Linked DNA regions of Capsicum annuum: region 1 is linked to region 2. Evidence: chromatin contacts called from public Hi-C data. All regions are on one chromosome and are shown on one strand. The core of a region is the stretch at or near the end of the contact, and the rest is flanking DNA. Distances in the headings are between cores, read along the strand shown. Region 1 holds the start of LOC107870906 (dnaJ protein homolog). Region 2 holds the start of LOC107870907.

Region 1 (3,658 bases), core at 707-3,206, 230 kb before region 2:
GTACCAAGTAATTCTACCACGCATCTCAACTAATTCTACACAGTACCCACCACCTCCAATCAGCAGCAGGTACTAGGTAATTCTATCCACGAGACTAGAACAGATGAAAAGAAATCACTCAACGTTTTGTCACAGCTGGAATTTGAACCTAATACCTCATGATGCTCAATCCATTTCACTGAACACTAGACAACACCCTTGGGTGCCAAACAACAAATTAATTCTTTTTAATGGTGCCAGCACCTTTTTGGAATTAGTATTTAAATATCCCAACAAACTTAACAAACTTTTCAAGATTCTAAATTCCCTATAAGTTCACCAAGACCTCTTCATTATTCTAATGCCACTTACCTTTCCACTATGAGATGCCAACAAGATGCAAAGAATCAAACTTTACAGCCGTAACTACACAGAGAAACTTCCAATCCAAATTTTCACACGAGTAATGGAGGAGAGGAGGGGAGGCAGCACGTTACACTAAGCTCCTACTATGGTCCGAACCACAAAGGTCTATTCAGAGGCGGATCTAGAATTTTAAGCTTGTGGGTTCCTTGACCAAAATAAAAATCCAAAAGAAAGTGACAGATGGGGTTAGAACCCACAACCAAGAGGGCAACAATGCTCCAGTAAGCACCTTCTTTGCCACTAGACCAATAGCACACTTCATTGTGGGTTACCAACTTATAATTTTTATATATTTACTACATTTCTCAATATAAATACAAGATCCGCACGAAAGTTACTGGGTTCCCACCTTACCCCTAAATCCGCCCTGGGTATATTGTAGTTAGCCTTACCCTGCATTTCTACAAGAGGCTATTTTTACAGCTCAAACCCTGAGCAACAGGTAATTTTATCACTCACCTCAAATAATTCACGGGATACCTACCACCACCACCGCCCATCAACATCAGGTAGCAGCAGCAGCAACAGGTACCAAGTGATTCTATCCATCAAGACTAGACTTGATAGAAAGAAATTACTTAGTGTTTTGATTTTTCTGGAATATAAACCCGAGACGTCATGGTGCTCAACCCACTTCATTGACCACTAGGCCACACGCCAGACAACAAATTATTTCGTTTAATTGTGCCTGCACTTTTTAGGAGTTAGCATCTAAATATCCCAAAAAAAAATTCAAGCTCCAAAATTCCCTATTAAGTTCACCAACTTCGTTATTCTAATGTCACTTATCTTTCCGCTAATAAGATAGAAACAAGATGCAAAGAATCCAGCTTTACAGCTGAACTACACACAGAAACTATAATCCAAATTTTCACATACGAATAAGAAAATAAAAGGCAGCAAGCTGCACCAAGCTCTCGCTATAGAGAAGGTCTATCACAGTCTTTAGTCTTTACCTTACATTTCTGCAAGAAACTGTTTCTACGTCTCAAAACCCAAAACCCATGACCTCATGAAAGTAACTTTACCAGTTGCACCAATGAATAAAGAGGAAAAAGAAATTCACAATAATTGCAACAACTCCAAATCACCATAAGTCAAGAATAAAAAGGACAAGCAAATAAGACAGAGTGGAAAAAAAAAAAAAAAACCTACTTTACAGCTGAACTAGTAAAAAAGAGACCGAAAATTAATTTTTAAAAACATAAAGAAGTTAACATGCAATTCAAAAGACAACCAAGAATTAGATTTTCAAGAAAACAGCAATAAAAAAAAAGGACCAACGATTTGTAGCTACAGGAAGAAAAAGTACCTCGAAATTGAAAAGGGTTTTCTAAGAGAGTTTTATTACAGAGGAAAAATGAGGAGCAGCCTTTCTTTTTCTTATCTTATTGAACTTGCATACAAGGGGAAGAGGACATGTGTTTTCCTTCTTGTTCGAGGTTTTCGTTTGCATTTTTGGGCGGTGGCGTAACACAACATGCTGAGGAAAATGTTTGAGAAAATTATCAAAATGGTCCTTTATGTATTGAGGGATTACACAATTTTTGTACGGAATGTATATACTTGATGGATATGGTCCTTGCTTTATATATGTAAAAACTAGCGGCACATCGCACGTGAGCGCGGACGCAATATTTATATTTTTTTATTTTAATTTATATGATATATTTTACTTTTTAATTTATTTAAAAAAGAATGTCCTTCTTTTATTTTTAGAAATAATTTATTTTTACAATTTTTATTATTTATTAATGAAATATTTTATAACCACATAGTCTAAGGTTTATTTATAGCATGAATTTTAAAATAGCATTTCATTTTTTTCTATTCCATGCTTAATCAAATGGTGCCACATTAATTGAAATAAAATTTAAAATTTAATTTGTTTATTTATGTATTTTATGCTTCATTTATTTGTCCCTAGTAAAAATTGAATTTTGGATCATTCAGATCTTAGCTCGAAACTATGTATTTAATTTTTTGTTTTAATCTAATCATTTAGACCAATTAATTCATTACAAAAAAGAAAATGATTCTGAACTCTATTCATTATCAAACCAAAAAGATAATTTTAAAAAATGTTATAGATATGATCTTTTATCATATAAATCGATTAATTATGAAAATAAAAGTTACTCATTTATTTCTAGATTACCCTTTCAAGTAAATAAGAACTTCGAAATTTCTTATAATTCCAACACGGTCAATAAATATATTATTCCTATACTCCTTTTTTGACACAGATATTACTATTGTAAAATACTTCATCCAACCATTGTTAATTTATCATTTTGTATCTATTTTAACTTTGTTATTGAATATTGTTTATTATATAATACTTATTAAATAATTTATAATAACTAATTAGAAGTGATATAGTAAAATTACTATAAAAAATAACTGTGAAAAAAATTTAATTGGGCCACATATAAGTTCTCAAGTTAATTTAAAACATTTACAGTTAACTTATCATTTTGTGTTTATTTTACTCTTTTTTATAAAATATTATTAACTTTCTAATGCTTAGATGATCTATAATAATTAACTAAGGGTGATATAGTAAAATTACGATTAAAGCAGTGAAGCAGTCATATCTTGAATAACTTATAATAACTAATTAGAAGTGATATATAATAAAGTTACTATAAAAAATACTTGTGTAAAAATATTTCAGTTGACTTCATATAAGATGTCAAATTAATTATTAATTTAAATCATCAAGAGTTAATTTATTATTTTATACCTATTATATTTTTTTATTAAATATTATTAATTTTTAATAATTAAATGACTTATAATAATGAAGTATGGGTGATATAGTAAAATCAAGATTGAAGTAGCTGAAGCAGACATGTCATAAATGTCTATTTTATTTTTTATTAAATATTATTAATTTAATAATACGTAAATAATTTATAATAATTAGTTAGGAATGATATATTAAAACCACGGTTGAAGCAGACATATTGTCCATGAGTTGCCTCTTCAACAGCTTTATCCACACTTATATATTAAGAATAGATATATGACATATTTAGGAGACGTTTGACCATGAATATTATTCACAATATTTTGGAATACGTTTTCATAATATTTATATTTTTGAAAAACACTTGAGAAGGTGTTTTCACTTTTTTTGGATTCACTTTTAAATCTATTTAGTTTTTTTTTGTAAAAGTCTAATTTTCTTTATTTCATAAAGTAACTCAATTTTCATAAAAATCTAATTTTTTTAAATTTATTTTACTTT
Region 2 (3,615 bases), core at 170-2,669:
TAATATATATTACCTAATTTCTAAATATTTAAATTTCATTTTAAAAAATTTAAAAATTTAATGTCTAAATTTAAATTATTTGACTTTTGAAAAGTAAATAATATCACATAAAATAAAATAATAAAGTATAAATTTAATTAACAATAAACTAATAAATTTTTTAAATCTATTCTCACTGAAAAGTCTTAACTTTTTTTTTTTTTGGTTTCCCAAGGTATTTCCACAACCGGCAGCCGTAACACTAATCCTTCATTTTATGATCAGCGCACTAAGCGATAGAAAACTGACTACAGAGTTTTCTTCATTCACCAGAGGTGGGGATCGAACCCCAACTTTTTACTTAAAGAATGAGATGCTGAACCACCACACCAGTCCTCGTAATTTTTTCTCTTTTATTTCACTCACTCGCAGCGTCAGAATAAAAAATGAAACAAATGACCGCCTCTTTTACTTTTTAAATCGAACAACTAAAATTAAGTATATATTTGTAAGGGAAAAGGGTCAAATATGCTCCTAAACATTGCAAAAAGGTTTAAATATGCCCTCCGTTACAAGTTTGGTCCAAATATGCCCTCGCCGTTAAAGTTTAAGAGCAAATATGCCCCTGAACTTTGCGAAAAGGTCCAAATATGTCCTCCTTTATAAGTTTGGTCTAAATATGCCCTCGATGTTAAAGTTTAAGAGCAAATATACCCCTCAAACCGTTAAGTGCTTTGCTGGAAATTTGCAAATCCCTTTTTTCTATTTCTTTTTAATTTTTAATGGCTACGTAAGTAAATAATTGTTACGTCACAAAAATTAAATTCACCCAATTCTTTTATACCCTGACCCGGAGCAAGATATGACCCAAGACCCCTTTTACCCTCAATAATACCCTAACTCATTTCACTTTATCTTCTACATAATAACTTAGTCGGGGCTTAGTCTATCCTGGATGTGAGTAAATCAATACACAAAGCAGATTGTGTTGTTTCTGACAAATTTTCTCCACAAAACCTCAGGTAATTTTACTCACAATTATGTAGACTAAGTCAGAAACAACGCAATCTATTTTGCATATTGATTTACTCACATCCACGGTAGACTAAGCTCCGACTAAGTTACTGCATAGAAGATAAAGTGAAATGGGTTAAGGTATTATTGAGGATAAAAGGGGTCTTGAGTCGGATTAAGGTCGGGTCAGGATATAAAAGAATTGAGTGAATTTAATTTTTGTGACTTGACAATTATTTGCTTACGTGGCCATTAAAAAATTAAAAAAAAAAGAAAAAAAGAATAATTTGTAAATTTTCAGCAAAGCAGTTAATGGTTTGAGGGGTATATTTACTTCTAAACTTTAACATTAAGGGTATATTTGGACCAAACTTGTAATGGAGAGCATATTTGGACCTTTCCGCAAAATTTAGGGGCATATTTACTCCTAAACTTTGACGGCAAAGATATATTTGAACCAAACTTATAACGGAAAACATATTTAAACCTTTTCACAAAGTTTAGGGGTATATGAGAGATTATAAAAGTTTGTCAAACTTTCTTCTTCCATCGACTTTCTAGGAACCTTCAACAAGACAGAGAAAAAAATCCCAACTTCATTTCTCACACTTTCATTACATCGAAATTGACCTGCATTATACATTATCTATATAAATTGTCCTAATCTTCATCGCACTAAATAAAAAAAAAAAAATACAATAACAATAACAATATCTTCCTAGCAATTATGGCGACGCAAAAATATCAAAACGTCGTCGTAATGAGGCACGGTGATCGTCTAGATAACTTTGAAGAATTATGGGTAATGAAAGCCGAAAGGCCGTGGGACCCACCACTGCATCAAGATGGTAAGATCCGTGCATTTTGTACGGGTCAAAAGATCCGATCCAATATGGATTTGAAAATCCATCGGGTTTTTGTTTCGCCGTTTTTGAGATGTGTGCAGACAGCTGCTGAGGTTGTACGTGCTCTTTGTGATGTTGCGGAACGTAATGGGGAATCGAATTTGTTGTCATCCAACTCTGATTCTGTTATCATTGATCCGTCTAAAGTCAAAGTACGTTTTCTATTTCTTTACGTATCTTTTATTTTGTTTTGAGTTTATGAGTTGCGTGTATTTCATCAGTTTAATTTATTTGTATAATTTTAATTTGACACGATTTTTAAGAAAATATAAAATATTTTTGAGTTATATGATTTTAAATTAAATTATTTGGCCCAAAGCTAGGTTTTTAATTGATGAGTTTGGTATAAACTATATACTCCTTCAGTCTCTTTGTCCTTTTTTTTAAAATTTATTTATCTGATTTTGAAGAACGAAGATTAAGAAGTTTTGATAAAGTAATTTAATTTATCATGTGTTTTAAATTGAATAATGTGACACCCAGAAGTGCTAGAATTTTGAGTCTATGAGTTCCGTATAAACTATATACTCCCTCAGTTTTAACTCATTTGTCTGATTTTGAATTGACACGGACACGGAGCTTAGTAAAATAAAAGATATTTTTGAATCATGTGTTTTTAAATTGAATTCTGGGCAGTGTCATCGAAGGCGTGCTTTAAGCCCTGAAGCGCGGCTCAACATGTGTTGAGCGCTTTGCCTCGCTTTAGTCATCAATGTTCTAAGACAGTTTTCATTTCCAATGAGCCTATTCTGAAGTGGCAACACTAAATCATTGATATTTCACTTATATTTTTTTTTCAATTTCTTTCTTCATATATTTGTCTTTCATATATTTGTCTTTCATGCGTATAATTATTCGTTTGGGACAAAACATATATACATATTTGTATCTTTTGTCTTTAAATCCCACACTTTATTTGGGCTTTGTGCTTAAAGGCCCGACAAACGTTGTAGCTTTTTTGTGCTTTTTAGCTTTTGGTAACTGTGGCACTCAAACGCAAAGCTATTTTGAGTTTATGAGTTTTGAATTCTAAAAAAGAGAATTAACAGAGTTTATAAACTATGTGTGTGTGTGTATGAATTTTTAAGTGCAAATACTGCTGGATTTGAGCCAAAGTTATTGGTTTAGCTGAGCCTGTAAGCAAAAGTATAGCTCCGCTTCCAGTAAGAACAACAATAACATATCACTTGTAATTTCACAAGTGGAGTCTAGGTAGGGTGGTGTGTACAATGTACACGACCCGGCCCCGTAAGACCCAAGTCCAAAAGCTTAACTTTTCGTAGGGAAACACATCATTGATTGTCTTTATCTAGTACAATTACTAGCAAGAACTGTGTTTGTGATAAGAAATTTTCTATGCTTAAAGCTGTCCCTTTTATGTTTTATCTGTTACAAAAAATTGGAATATTCCTTGTATACTTGAATTACTACTTAGACCTCCTCTTGATTTATGAATAAATATCTCCAAGAGGATAATATGGTCAAGTTGGAAGACTTTTTGTAGATTCCTAAGGAGCAACGGGCCCAAGGCAAAGCACTATTGCTACTATGGCCTTTTTTGTTTCTTCCCTATCATCCTTAGTTTTAAGGATCCGCGGTCAAACATCAACTTTTTTTTTTATTTGAAGAAAAGAAAATGTTCAAACCTTGACTTAATATGTTCCCTTTATAGGCATTACTGCAATTAGTTGGGTCATTTTACCTAAAAATTCCGACA

What was found. A called contact is a pair of places that touch in the nucleus more often than the background predicts.
Region 1: a contact with region 2 is called in a Hi-C map of leaf, with 2.6 times the contacts expected there. The contact joins the promoter of LOC107870906 here to the promoter of LOC107870907 in region 2. A contact is called at or near these places in 3 of 5 Hi-C or Micro-C datasets (bud, leaf and placenta).

What each region holds. Positions count from the first base shown.
Region 1 is chr5:162,190,731-162,194,388 of UCD10Xv1.1, reverse strand. LOC107870906 (dnaJ protein homolog) reads right to left here and starts at 1,956. Exons shown (of 8, transcript XM_016717600.2): 1 at 1,718-1,956.
Region 2 is chr5:161,959,366-161,962,980 of UCD10Xv1.1, reverse strand. LOC107870907 reads left to right here and starts at 1,419. Exons shown (of 4, transcript XM_016717602.2): 1 at 1,419-2,050. The coding sequence starts at 1,721.